Regions from separate parts of the Mus musculus genome. Here regions 1, 2 and 4 are each linked to region 3. A link is a contact called in public HiChIP or PLAC-seq and promoter capture Hi-C data. All regions are on one chromosome and are shown on one strand. The core of a region is the stretch at or near the end of the contact, and the rest is flanking DNA. Distances in the headings are between cores, read along the strand shown.

Region 1 (3,439 bases), core at 657-3,156, 250 kb after region 3:
AGGAATAAAAGTAAAATTATCCCAGACCTGTATACACACACTCATGTACACACACATATACACACTCATGTACACACTCATGCACACACTCATGTACACACACATATACACACTCATGCACACACATATACACACTCATGTACACACTCATGCACACACATACACAGAAGTTATAAACAATCATGTTTGTCAGCTTCTACTCTTTGCCAGCTTATGTGTGGGCGTTTTACCTGCCTATATGTCTGATACTTGCAGAAGCCGAAAGACAGTGATCTTACTTTAACACCTTAGCCAGCCCCCTGAAAGGTTCTCTGGATCCTGGTGATGCCCAATGCCCTTCCGTTGCACACTGCTGGTATTCTTAACCATCCCAGAGAAGGGGAGCAAGGACACCCCCAACCCATATCACAAGGATGATGCTGACACAACTCCAGGCACAAATTACCTAAGCCAGCCGTAAAACTCATGCTTTACACTCCCTTGTCTACAGGTGACAGCAGACTGACAGCTCTTTTGTCCAAATTTGGAACGGAGCACAAAAGAACAAAACAAAAAACAAAACAAAAAAAAAAAACAGAGTTAGGGTTGACTTTTGTGGTAGCAGAGTTTTGGGCTCAGTTCAGGAGCTACGTGTCAGCTCACAGACTATTTCTTTGGCACTCTCTCAAGTGAAAGCACTGGGCTGTGTTGATGTAGCCGGCACCTCTGTGTGGGCTGGGGACACTGTGTGTCTTCCACAGCTTTATCTCTGATCCAGAACTCCTCGGCCACTGGGTACAGAGTCTTTCTGAATCATCCAAGCTCACCTACAGGAAGGGAGTCAAAGGCACCTGCCTCTGTTGGTAGTGATGTTTTTTGAGAAATGGTCTCACCATGTAGCCCAGGTTTGACAGCCCTCTTGCCTCAGCCTCCTGCACGTTAGAACTGCAGGATCGTCTTCGGCTTTGGGTCATGCATCCTCTTTTACTTCGCATCCTGCTCAGTGTTGGTTCTCCTTTGATGGGCCAAGTACAAGCTAACACAAACGCTCTCCAGGTTTCACAGAGGTAAAGAAACTGGATAGGGAAGGTGTTTATAAAAGCTAAATGGCCCTCTAGCAAACAAGGAAGGAAACAGAGGGATCAACCCTACAGTCGGGATCTTGCCACAGAATCGTTGCTTGGTGGATGGAGAAATGTGTTCACCAAATGCCTGAGAGAAGGACAGTAGGAGCTGGAGAGGTGACACAGGGGTAAGAGAGACTGCTGGGCAAACGTGGGACCTGAGTTCAGATTCCAGCACTCACATTTAAAAAAAACCCTAGCAGTGCCACATAGACCTGTAGCCCCAGTGTTAAAGGCAGATGGGAAAAGGGAGCATTAGCCACATAGGCAGGATGAAAAATGGCAATCTCCAAGTTCAGTGAAAGACTCTATCTCAAGGGGATGAGGTAGGGAGTGACAGAGAAGGGTACCCAATGTCCTCTTCTGTTACACACACACACACACACACACACACACAGATACACACACACAGATACACACACATACAGATACACACACACACACAGATACACACACACACACACACACACACAAAGAGGTCTAGCACTCTCAAAGAGCAGACTCCTCTCAACTTGGCCTACAGGATTACAGGTGTGTGTGTGTGTGTGTGTGTGTGTGTGTGTGTGTGTGTACACTGGTGCTCTGCACAGTATATGCTAAGACTGCACACACTTGGCCAAGGAGGACGAACCGTACAAAGACAGAGCTCGGGGTTTGGAAGCCCCAGTGTGACAGTGTGGGAACACACTGAGGGGAAACTGATGAGGAGGAAAATGGTACCTGCTGTGGTTTGTAGTCTGTTCCCCAAAGGTTCCTGTGCTGGAGCCGTGGTCCCCAGAGTAACAATAGTAAGAGGGATATAACCTTTAAGAGGTGGGGCCAAGCCGGAGATATGTAGGTCCTCTGGTATGCAGAGATGGGGGTGTGGGGCATGAAGGTGGGCATATTGGGGACTGAGAATTCAGAGGCAGTGGGTGGAGAAGGTTGAGAACGGATAGGATCAATACACATTATACACAGGTATGAGGTTGTCAGAGGATAAAGAAAAGATATTTTAAAAAGCCAGGAACAAAATTTCAGAGTCTTTACGGTGCTGCGGATGGATCTGGATGTGCAGACTGTAACCATCTCCTGGGCACTCCTCAATCCCTGCTCATCCCTTCCTTGCCTGCTGCCCACAGCCCCACCTTGCTCAGCCTTGAGCATCTTGCAGAACATCGTGAATTAGGACATACATGATGGTGTGTGTGTGACATAAGTGAAATCACTGACGGAAAGGCATCTTGGGAGACGGTTACAGGATTAAATAAAAAGGGCAGAAGATGGGTCTGAGCCAAAACGAGACTCTGTGTGGCGTGCCCGGGGAAACTGAGATAATAGCGAACCAGGATCGAGGCTGGAAAGGCGGCTCGGTGGTAATGAGCACCTGCTATTCTCGCAGAGGACGGGGGTTCAGTTCCCAACTGTGGATAATGCTAGTTCCAGGGGATCTGATGTCCTGGTGTCACGTGTGGCGAGCACGCGCGCGCGCGCACACACACACACACACAGACACACACAGAGTAAATCTTTTTAAAAATGAGTCTATTTTATGGACACTAGAGGTAAACATCAGAATTCCTCACCAACCCTAAGACTCACAGCTTCAGCTCCAGACAGCCCGGCAGGACCCTGAGAGCCTTCTGTTTCTACCAACAATCCCGGCTCTGGCTCACAGACATTTGCCTCCAGGTCAGCTTTATCTGCAAACACTTTACTCAATCTCCTGAGCCCTAAACTATATATATCGTGAGGAAATTATGTTAGCGCGAAGAGGGGGCTGAAAGAGATCTCGTTTATGAGAAAAGCCACAGAGAAAAAGGGCAAGGGGCAAGAAAAGGGGAAGAAACAGGACGGCTACTGCTCTGCCCTGATTTGGCCAGCAGAGGCAGTAGAGAGGCCCCGTCCTGCTGTGGGAAAGTCTGCCATCCAGACTAGATCTGAGCTCACCGCCTGGGTCGCAGTTATGCTGTCCAGGAATCTGCTGCTCTTCCTTGGTGTGCTGTTGCTGCTTTCCCTAGCCGACGGAGGGGTCCAGCGAAGGCAGAGATATGAAGGTAGGTGGTTGGATGAGTAGGGTTTGTGGGTAGCTGGCAAGGAGCAACTGAGAACAGACCCAGAAGGGATACGACTGCATACTCTGCTCCGCAGTACTGTCCTGACTCTGGGTGACCACGGCCCCTCAGCTATGGTTCCGGACACAGTGATAAGGTGCACAGTGAACGTGCGATTCTCACCCTTTGTTCCAAAGATTCAGAAACAAACGGTGATGGAAGGGGCCCCATGGTTGAAAATCCAGGGGGCAAACTTTCGTACTTGGGAGGGCTTAAACTCTCAGAGGTGTTCAGTGGGGAAGA
Region 2 (3,115 bases), core at 562-3,061, 250 kb before region 3:
GCTAGAGCTCTCTTTAGTGCAAGCTGCAAGCTCCTGTAGCATACCAGGGAGTCCTATAGCCAGTACAACTGGAGCTAGATGATTCTCCTGGAGTAGATTCTGGGCTCTAGGTATGAGTGGCAGTCACAGCATAGAGAACATATGTAAACCTAGAAGGATACTCACGTTGAGTTCCTCCTGTCTGCTGAAAACCATTCAGACTTCCTGGATTGCTCATATGAGAATCTGATCCTTTGGATGCTGGTTTTATTTAGCAAAACTGTACAGACATTTTACTGAACCATTTGAAATTTATTTATGTCACCAAGGACCAGGAAGGTGAAATGCTATATCTGGCGCCATAAAACTATTGTCTGAGCTTGTTTGTCAGAAAAATCTATATCTGCATGGTGTGATCAAATCCTCAGCCCTGCCCTACTGGCTGTGTCCTAATGGGGAAGGCATAAAAACCCCCAGAGGACTAAGAGCAGTCATTGTTTAGATTTAAGGTGGCAGAGTTAGAACGAGAATGTCTGTCACCCCAGGTTAGAATCAAGGATAACAGAGCTGCTTAGAAACTAGGAACCCATAAGAAGCTTTAGACTAGGCAGCTGTTTGGTGCGAATTTTGTTAACAGCTGGAAAGGCAGGTGAGGAGTCATGCTTGAGGCCCATCTCTAAGATGCCGCACTTCCCGCAGAGTCTGAGAAGGTAGTGCATTTTCCTCAGCTTACATTACCCTCTGTCCTCATGCAAGGAAGTCTGCTTTCCAGGTCCCTGCCTCCCTGCCTGCCTGCCTTTCTTCTTTTGTTCCTCCCTCCCTTCCTTCCTTCTGTCCTCCCTCCCTCCCTCTCCTCTGTCTTTTCTCAAAGCATACATCCTCTTTACAGGGTTATTACTGACTTATTGTGCTTGTCACTACCTGTGTTGCCTCACCGGGGCCATGACTTCTGTTGTTTTGTTCACTTAATTGTCTTGTGAATTATCAGTAGTGATTGACCTGTAGTCGGAGTTCAGTGAATATTCCATAATGTGTGGATGAAACATTTTTGTCAAACAACCCCAAGTTGTTGAACCTTGTGGGAACTCTCAGGTTTTAGGTATTATTAGCACAGAGAGGTGAAATAGGTGCTGTGTTGTTTTTCACTTGTGGGATCCTACTTAAAGCAGCAGACTCACGAACAGCTTGGTTATGGGAGATTATCAGTAACAATGGCAGTGATCACTAGCATTTCTTGAATCAGAGCTCACTACCTGTCCGACATGCACTGTAGGAAGTCCTGAGCTAACAGTGTTTCGTGGCACTCATGTCCTCCTCTGAATCTTCTCACAGTCCAGTCTGGGAGGAAGAACTAGACCGTCTGTGTGTTCAGGGAGACTAAGGCTCGAGAGGGAAGTTGCTTCTTCAGGGTGTCACAGCCAGTACAGGCAGTGATCTGAGGATTAAGTTCTTAGCGACCTGTAACATTCAGTATTGGGTTTAGGGTGTTTTCTCTTGGAAGAGGAATTGAAAACACGGAAGACTAGGCAAGCGACAGTCTTCAGGGTGTCCCTGGGCCAAAAACATCAACCTCCAAGGTGGTATAAACCACAGCCTGGAAAAAAGACAGTTTATTCAGCTCAGCCTTCCAGCATCCCCACACCCTCAGGTCTTCCCATTCTCCATTACAAAGAACCCTTCATCTTCAACTGGTAGGCTTTTTCTGCTTCTCGGAAAACTTCCCTGAAACCAGCCAAAGAAAATTCCTGTGGTGACAGGTCACACTAAACCGTTTCTAGGGAGGCCACTGTAGCAGTCATTCACACCCTGCCCCCTGAGGAAGGTGGGTGGGAAGAAACTCCTTCTCCCAGCGTCTCTAACGCGGCCCTGTGGAGGCCTCAGGAAGGGGCTGACTGAGGGCTGTGGTAGTTTATAAATGTGAGCACAACAGGTCCCTTGTGAGACTCCGGCGAGCCTGTGAGTTCTAGGAACACTGGACTTCCTAGGAGCAACAGGGACGCTCGCCACCCAGTGTGCACAAGGCTAGCATTCACTCACAGCTCTGCAAGTCAGGCTGCCCTCGTAAAGTCAGCAACACCACACATGGGGCGCAGATTCCATTTCATTCTTAACGGAACTCCTGTGAACCTTCACTGCTCCCTCCGTAGACACAAACAGCTTATGGGGAAAGTGCTGGGGTTGCAGCTGTGTGCTACCACTCCAGCCTGGGACCACAATTTGCCAATCTGCTGGCATTTCAAAAGTCCTGTTTGGAACTTGAGTTATTGCATAGGGCTGGGCTGTGCTGGCCTGCCTTTCTGCAGAGCTGGCTCACATGGGCTGTGGAGCCATCCTGCTGGTTACCCTCTGATGCTGCCGCATGCTCCCTGGGAGATGCCAGGCAGGTTATCTAGTCACTCTCCCCTGGCTTGTGTGCCCTGTAGCATAGGGACACTGGAACACTCCTGTCCTTTCTCAAGAATATTAATGGAGTCAATCTGTCTGGCTCCCAGAGCTCAGCGTGTCAGCACTAGCCATATTTTTAATGTATATGTTGTCCCTTTCTCTCTGTGTATAAGATTAGTTGAAATTTCAAGGATTTGCCAGCCAAAGGTTGTACCCGCATGGTCAGGAGCCACATGCAGATGACCCACACAGATGCTTGGTTTCAACCTAGTGAATGTTAGTGGGGGTTAGTATGGCTGTGTGGGACTCTGGGGTATGGGGGGGAGGCTCATCTGCACTGAAGGTAAGTTCCAGACACAGGCATGAGCACTGTCTCTGAACTTGTATGGACTAGGTAAGAAGTAGGAGTCAGCGAGTTACTGTATATGATGAATATGTACTTCAGAGTTTTTCAGGGATGCCTGGTCTCAACAGCTCTGTGGTTGTGGTCATTGGAATTAGCTCTTGCTAGCAGCCGCTGCTCCTTGATTCTGACTGATCACACTATCCTCCTGCCCACTTTCCCTCTGGATGCTGGAGGAGACTGGGATTCTCAGCTCAGACATTGTGGTGACTTTTCTCACTTCTCTTCTAGCTCAAGAGCTGGACTGTGGAGGACCTTCAGAAGAGGCTCTTGGCCCTCGACCCCATGATGGAACAGGAAATGGAAGAGATCCGGCAGAAGTACCGGTCCAAGCGGCAGCCAATCCTG
Region 3 (3,363 bases), core at 656-3,155:
CCCACCCCCGCGCGCGCATGCAGTTCTGGGAGCTGTTCTGAGTCTGTGTTATGTATTGAGGAGTGAACAAAGAGATGTCGCTGTCTCAAATGCCTACATGAGCCAGCCAGACACCATAAATGAATGAACTGATTAGATTATATCTAGAACATCTCATCTCCTGTATCTCTGATAACTTGGATTGTCCCAGCAAGCAGGTCCCTGGTCTGTTTGTTTGGTTGGTTGGTTTTGTTCAAGAAAATTCTCAAATAGGGTTGTTTTTTAATGTGGAGTCTCCTGATTTTTCCATGGTTTCAATAAGCTTCAATAAAAGTCGACACCGAATGAACCCAAAACTATGCCACATACTACAATTGAGGAAACAGCGCCCGCCCGAGGGATGAAGTGGGAGGGATGAAGCCCGAATCCAGCCTGTGTTCTAAAGCCCGCCCCCCCCATACACACACCCATCCTTCCACCAGTGTGCCAACCCCTCCTGGCAACCCTGGCTCACTGTGGATAGAGAACGTTGCTGCTCCCTTCCTCCCATGGTGAGGGCTGGGATCCAACTCACCTGCAGACTGGAGCTGAGTTTCCCAGGACTGCAGGAAGAGCAGCAACAGAGAGAGTGGCCAGCAGCAGGGGCCTCTCATGGTGCTTGGAAGGATGACGAACCACAGTGTCACAGCCTGCAGCTAGAAAAGAAGGTCGCAAAGCAACAGTTTTGACGGTGCTTTTATTGCAGGGGATGAACACTCTGGCTTTGCGTATGTTCAAAATGTTTTGCCAGGCATAGCTGCACACTCGGGAGGCAAAGGCAGGCAGATCTCTGGGAGTTTGAGGACCAGTCTGTTCTTCATAGTGAGTTCCAGGCCACCCAGGGCTACATAGTGAGATTCTTTCTCAAAACAAAACAAAAAGGCTCATGATAATTTTTTGATGTCACCACACTGGGATTGCTGAAACTCACAGAGGAGCCTTTGTAAAAAATGGCATTTTACAGAACTACAGGGCACTAAGTTAATAAGAAGTAGATAAAAATACATAAAACTCAAAAGGAGATAAACGCTTGTATTAAAAAATTATATACATATGTGTGTATATATATATATACACACACACCATATATATGATATATATTACAGATCATACACATCATATATATTATATAGCATACACACCATATATGTGTGTGTGTGTTACATATATATACATGTATATGGTGTGTGCTCACACACTATGGCACACACGTGTGGAGGTCAGGGGGCAATTCGCTGAAGTCCGTTTTCTCCTTCCTCTGTGTGTGTCCCAGAATTAAACAGGACTGAACTCCGGTGGTCAGTCCCGACAGCAAGCACCTTTACCCACTGAGCCATCTTGCCAGTCCCCGAAAGAACCCCTTCCTAAATACCAGATATAGTGCTAAATGTGCTTTTCCGTTGTGGCATTGACCCTCTTTGTAGTTCCGACATTTAAGGCTGTTTTGGTTCGGTTCTCCCTATTCAGAAATAGGCTTTAAGAAATTAAATGCTGCTACCCAACGCCTTATAGCAGGAAAGTGGCTGCGGCCGAGATAGAGTCCTGTCTATCTGGTGTGTGAGTCAGCTAAGGTGCTCCACACTCTCTTCTTCTGCGGACAGAAATCATTCCCCATATTCCCCCAAACCCGTGCCACACGCCAAAGAGCAGCTCTTGGGGTCTGGGTTCTTAGTGGTAGGCCAGAGAGTGGAGTCCTGCACAAGACACGCCTCGGTGTCTGTTTCTCGCCTGCTCTTAGGAGAGGCCGCCAGGGGGCGCCTGCTGGGTCTGGCTTCTACTGCCGTGGGAAGCCTACATCTGCCCAGCAGGTGTCCCTGCCCAGAGCAAACAGGCCGCTGGGAGTCCCGGGACCTTGAAGATAAGGCTTGGACAGGATAAATCCAGTGTGAGGATCGGATCGGGGCTTAGATGTGTGAACGGTATCGAAGTCAGTGGCGGTAGATGTGCCCAGAGGGCAGCAAGAGAGCGGCCTGGGCCTCGATGAGCAGCCATGGACCCCAGGGAGACAACAGGTGAGCCCTCTCCTTCCTGTGTAGCCTAACTAGGTCCCTTGAGAACCACTAAGGGAACACACACACTGTACGGATGGAAAATGTGCTGCCCAATAAGACTACCCAGCTGGGCTCCAGGCACAGAACTAAACCTAGCTCTCACCCCCCTACACCCCACCCCTGTCTCTTCCTCCAGAGAAGCCTGGTTCCCTTGCACCTAAGAATCACTAAGCCTTTCTTCCGTTCCCCACCCCACCCCCACACGGCACACTGAGCCTGCTCTATCCATTTTTCTGTGGTTTCTTGGCAGAGCAGGCCATCGCCCCTTAACCCACGGCTGCCCCTCCCTCAACCCCCCAGTTCCTTGAATGAGCCCATTCTGAGCAAGGCCGGTGCGTGGCTCTGACTCCAGACCAGCTTCCTATCCGAGATTCTTCTCCCTTCTGGCTTTCCAGCGAGGGTAGAAGAACAAAAATCCTTCTGGCAGGGTCTGTGGTGGTAAGGTGACAAGCTAGCTAGATGTGCCAGTGGCTTGATGGTGGAGGTAGGAGGAAAGGCAAGCCTTTTCTAGAGTGGGCCAGAGCGGAGCCAGCACCCCAGGGCAAACATCTGAGTATAGCTCCACCGGGCCTTTGAAACTCAGGGTTGGCTCTTGACTAAGGGCTCCCTTAAGCTCCTCTTGGCTTAAGTCAACACGCACTTGATGTCGCTTGCACCTCAGGACTCTTAGAAAGTCAAAACAGCTGCCCTCTCAATTTCAGCTTTCCAAATCCGCTGTTCCACGGGGGGGGGGGGGGCGGTCTAGGGAGGGCAAAGAGAGTCATCATCGTTCAAAGGCTTGCTTTGAAGTAGTGGCCCATTAGAGTGAGCCCAGGTCTCCTGATAAGGATCCTTGCATTGAAGAGGAAATTTCTCGGACGCCCTTAGGATAGGGAAAGTGCATTCCCAAGGAAAGTGCGCTCCAAAGAGGTCTGAGTTCAAGAGCTAATCCGGAAAGGACACTTTGGGAAGGTGCCAGGCGTGGAGGGAGATTAGGGAAGGAGGACCTGCATTTTGTTGGCCTTGCCAGAGGGGGATCGGAAAAGGTACTGCAGGTTAGACGTGGACACGTAGGCTGTTAAGACTTGTCCCCCTACGGGTTTTACGCTGGCTTCCCTGCAGACCCCTCGTTGCCCCCGGGCCCTTTGACTCACCTGAGCCTGCCGGACAGCTCAGAGGTGCGGCTACAGAGCGACGGGCCCAGCCTCCTGGGGAGTTGGACCAGGTAACGGCGGCGGCGTGGGCAGGTTGCCCTAAGTGGGGAATGCCAGACAGCCAGGGCGAGCCCAAGCGGCAGCTGCATTTAACCTGGAGC
Region 4 (3,398 bases), core at 48-2,547, 210 kb after region 3:
GCATGGTAGCTCAGGCCTGTGATCACATCCTCAGGAGGCAGGAGGATTACATATCCAAGGCCAGTTGGGGCACGGTAGTAATGGTCTCTCTTAAAAGTTTAAGAAAGGAAAGAGAGGGCTAGGGATGTAACTCAGAGGTGGAGCGTGTGTGTGAGGCGCCGGACTGAAGACTCACCACAGGCAAAGACAGGAACCGCAGGAAGCCCTACAAGATGGGAAGCAGTCTCAGGGGCTGGAGTGGGTTGCAGCCGGCTAGCGAGTGATTGCTCATGAGACAGGGTTTACAGCTGGAGAGATTAAAAACATTTCAGAACCAGCAGATAGGACACACAATCTCATGAGTATCACAAGGGCTTGAAATTGTTGACCTGAAAATGGTCGGTTTTATCTGATGGACGTTTAGCACGGTTTGTCAAAGCAGACGCTGTGGGACTGTCTCTTGCAGTTGTAGATGGGTGCATCAAGTGCATGTGGCTGCTGCCAGCGGTCCCTGCCTCAGTTTACCCCTGCATGGCTCACATTGTGCCCACACTGCATTCGCTCCTTCACTAAAGCTTCAGTATTTAAGTTGAGGGAATATTCCAGAGCAATCAGAGAACTACTTTTAGTCCCTCCTGCAGCTGACTGAGTCATTGTTTCTTGTGGTCCCCGCTAACCTGCACTTGGGACAGAGGCTCTCAGCTTCCCTTGTTCTCCTGCCTTAGAGGTGCCATCTCCTGGCCTGATGCTCACCAGGAATGGTGGCTTCCTGTCCACCTGACAGAATTTACTCTTGGGTGGTGACTAAAGATGATGTCTGAGCCAAAGACAAGAGAGGGAACATCCACAGGGGGCTGAGGGGAAGGAGGAAGAGACCTAGGCAGAGAGACATTGTAAGGAGACAAAGGAGACACAGGGTCAAAGCCACAGATAATTAGCCCAGAGATGAGGAGAATCAGCGGCCAGGACAGTATGCAGCTCAACTGATCGTTGCTTGCCCAGCATGCGTGAAGAGCTGATTCCACCCCCAGCCCCACACTCACTGGGTGAGGTGATGCAGACCTGCGATCCCAGTCCTGCGGAGGTGGATGCAGACGGATCAGTAACTTCTACTACATAGCAAGTTTGAGGCCAGCCTGGGAGAGGTCAAATCCTGTCTCAAGGAAAAGAGAAGGATGGAGAGAGGGAAGGGAACCGCCAGCAGAGGCCCTGACCAGCATGCCAGATCCCTTTCCCCACAGTCTGCACTGCGGGTACAGCGAGTCCACTGACGGCCTCTGGGGAGGGAACGTGCTGGCTCCTGTCCAGAGATGCTTCCTGGGCTGTTGGGGCAGCAGAGGCCGGAGCCACTGACAAACTCCTCCTGGTTTAATGCCTCCAAACAGGCTACTGCTTCCTAAAATGAGACTCTGGGGACTTCTGCCATTCCTGGTCCCCTTCATCCTCCTGTGGAGCATCCAGGAACCTGCGCTGGCAGAGGGGGTCTTTATAAGTAAGTACTGGGTCCAGTTCTTAAGAAACTTGATGGGGTTAGAGAACAAAACACACTGCAGGTGACAGTGTCTCCCTCACCTCAGCCCCTGGCCCTGGTGGGTGATGTTTGGAGTCAGTGTTTCCCCATATCCTGGGAAGATGGCCTGGCTGGACACAGCTCTTTGGTCTGTGGTGGTTAACTCCCCACCATTATAAAGAATGCTTCCTGGAAGTGCTGGGGCTAGTGTGCATTAAATGGACCTGGGGATTAACTAGCCAAAGGGATTTCCACTGAAGGCCCAGCCTCTTCCTAGCACCACCCCCATCAGCTCCCAAACCTGCCCACTGCAGCTCCCCAAAGCTTTCCTGTGTCACAGAGGACCTTCCCTGGGTGCTAAAGTGCAGCCCCCAGGAGTCCCTTAGCGTGATGATGCACGGAGATTCTGAGCACTGAAGGCAGTGGTGGAAAGTGGATGCTTAGGAGGTCACATGACAGGTGTGAATTCTGAGACCACTCCTCGGGAGCTGTGTGGCTCTGCATGGAGCCTCCCCGTGCTCTGTGTGTGCAACACTGTCCAGGCCCACTCATAATTGTGTAGTGAGGAGTGAGGAGTGAGGAGAACGGCCAAGTGCCCCGGAAGTACTTCATCAGTATGACCCACTGTTCATTTAACCCCGGGACCTTGCTTGACCAAGGCTTTCCAAACTCTGTCACAGTAACCTTCAAAACAACAATCTGGGCAAACAGTGAGAGCAACAGGGGCCAACCAAGGACAAAGCTCAGGATAGTTCTAAAGGGCTGGGTCTCTCTCTGGAAAATCTTATATAGAGAAGGTCCTGAGATTGGATGCTGAGTTATTACAGATGAAGATGTGGCCAGTGTTGTGAAAACCCTGAGCTGCTGAGGGTTGCCTCCTCCTAGTGACAGGTGAGGGACAAACAAGCTTCCTGAACTCTGCAGGCGTGCCCTGGGACTGGGAAGGGAGAACAGTGTTTCCTTCAACCCCTCACAGGACCACGTCTTCTCCTCCCATAGGAACATGTCCAAAGTATAATAAAATAAAGTGTGACTTTGAAGAAAGAAACCAGTGTTTACGACACAGAGAGTGTCCAGGGGAGGAAAGGTGCTGCCTGTTCGCCTGTGGGAGGAAATGCCTGGACCTCAGCGAAGGTACCTGTCTCATCCCTGTTCCCGCCCTTCTGATCTGGCACTGCCGGGTCTTCTGGGTCACTAGGGTTTTGTGTGTGACCCAGATTCTCATGGTGTTGAGTGATGTCACTGCTGGGCAGGAGAGTGTCCTTTTTCATTTTTCTTCAAGTATTTGAATCAAACAATATCGACTTTTCTTTTAAAAATGATTATTTTCTGTGTAAATATGTTTTGCCTGAGTGAATACAGCAGGTACCCCATCCATACAGTTCCCATGGAGGAGAGAAGAGGGCAGCAGATCCTCTGAAATTGGTAATACAAATGGTTGTGAGCTGCCAAATGGGTGCTAGGCACTGATCCCAGGTCCTTTGAAAGGGCAGTAGGTGCTCGTAGAAATGAGCTGTTGATCCAGCCCTGGCTTTCCCATTTTGGACTCCGTTCTCTCTTTCATAACATGGATGTAGGTACTGGGTCATGTGATCTCTTGGCTGCCCTGTGGTGCTGTTCTGAGATACTCAGAGGCTATGAAAGACTCATCAAACACCAACAGTGTGTCTGGCTGTAGGATAGCATGAGACAGATGTGTGTGTAACATGGGGCAGGCGTGTGTGTAACATGAGGCAGGTGTGGGTGTAGCATGAGGCAGGTGTAGGTATAACATAGGAGAGGTGTGTGTGACATGGGGCAGGTGTGTGTAACATGGGGTAGGTGTGAGTGTAACATGAAGCAGGTGTGAGTGTAACATGAGGCAGGTGTGTGTAACATTGAGCAGGTGTGTGTGTAACATGGGACAGGT

What was found. Promoter capture Hi-C pulls out the DNA fragments that hold promoters and counts their contacts. HiChIP or PLAC-seq counts read pairs in DNA pulled down with a chosen protein or histone mark.
Region 1: an H3K4me3 HiChIP or PLAC-seq map of embryonic stem cells shows a contact between it and region 3, with 2.2 times the contacts expected there. The contact joins the promoter of Wfdc9 here to the promoter of Rbpjl in region 3. A contact is called at or near these places in 6 of 39 promoter capture datasets (the 3T3-L1 cell line, frontonasal cranial neural crest, hippocampal neurons and 3 more), 1 of 15 datasets of contacts at CTCF or cohesin (large pre-B cells), 2 of 484 Hi-C or Micro-C datasets (the HL-1 cell line and embryonic stem cells), 4 of 115 datasets of contacts at active chromatin or transcription factors (embryonic stem cells and large pre-B cells) and 2 of 9 other capture datasets (embryonic stem cells and liver).
Region 2: a contact with region 3 is called in an H3K4me3 HiChIP or PLAC-seq map of stem cell-derived neural progenitor cells, with 20 read pairs. The contact joins the enhancer-like site here to the promoter of Rbpjl in region 3. A contact is called at or near these places in 19 of 39 promoter capture datasets (the C10 cell line, the HPC-7 cell line, HPC-7-derived erythroid cells and 10 more), 4 of 484 Hi-C or Micro-C datasets (the AML12 cell line, embryonic stem cells, forebrain and 1 more), 17 of 115 datasets of contacts at active chromatin or transcription factors (bone marrow-derived macrophages, cardiomyocytes, craniofacial prominence and 11 more) and 3 of 9 other capture datasets (embryonic stem cells, liver and pancreatic islet).
Region 4: a promoter capture Hi-C map of stem cell-derived epiblast-like cells shows a contact between it and region 3, with 3 times the contacts expected there. The contact joins the promoter of Wfdc6b here to the promoter of Rbpjl in region 3. A contact is called at or near these places in 14 of 39 promoter capture datasets (the HPC-7 cell line, HPC-7-derived erythroid cells, cranial neural crest and 9 more), 2 of 15 datasets of contacts at CTCF or cohesin (embryonic stem cells and large pre-B cells), 1 of 484 Hi-C or Micro-C datasets (B cells), 2 of 115 datasets of contacts at active chromatin or transcription factors (embryonic stem cells and stem cell-derived neural progenitor cells) and 4 of 9 other capture datasets (adipose tissue, embryonic stem cells, liver and 1 more).

The regions. Positions count from the first base shown.
Region 1 is chr2:164,653,060-164,656,498 of GRCm38.p6, forward strand. Wfdc9 (WAP four-disulfide core domain 9) reads right to left here and starts at 1,907. Exons shown (of 4, transcript NM_001160414.1): 1 at 1,824-1,907. Wfdc10 (WAP four-disulfide core domain 10) reads left to right here and starts at 2,987. Exons shown (of 2, transcript NM_001039501.2): 1 at 2,987-3,139. The coding sequence starts at 3,049.
Region 2 is chr2:164,148,675-164,151,789 of GRCm38.p6, forward strand. It overlaps Stk4 (serine/threonine kinase 4), which reads left to right. Exons shown (of 11, transcript NM_021420.4): 11 at 2,999-3,115. Among named protein-coding and RNA genes, the nearest start is that of Kcns1, 21 kb to the right of the region's middle. Within about 2 kb of position 1,812, at least 66 of the 459 cell types and tissues checked have an H3K27ac peak or open chromatin away from gene starts, as enhancers often do. A contact at or near this core is called in embryonic limb bud, oligodendrocyte precursor cells and stem cell-derived neural progenitor cells, where this site is marked.
Region 3 is chr2:164,401,289-164,404,651 of GRCm38.p6, forward strand. Rbpjl (recombination signal binding protein for immunoglobulin kappa J region-like) reads left to right here and starts at 1,906. Exons shown (of 12, transcript NM_009036.1): 1 at 1,906-2,030; 2 at 3,171-3,273. The coding sequence starts at 2,009. It overlaps Matn4 (matrilin 4), which reads right to left. Exons shown (of 11, transcript NM_013592.4): 1 at 3,203-3,363; 2 at 554-674. The coding sequence starts at 632.
Region 4 is chr2:164,612,403-164,615,800 of GRCm38.p6, forward strand. Wfdc6b (WAP four-disulfide core domain 6B) reads left to right here and starts at 1,298. Exons shown (of 4, transcript NM_001012725.2): 1 at 1,298-1,471; 2 at 2,489-2,623. The coding sequence starts at 1,351. Wfdc8 (WAP four-disulfide core domain 8) reads right to left here and starts at 1,224. Exons shown (of 8, transcript NM_001080550.2): 1 at 1,023-1,224.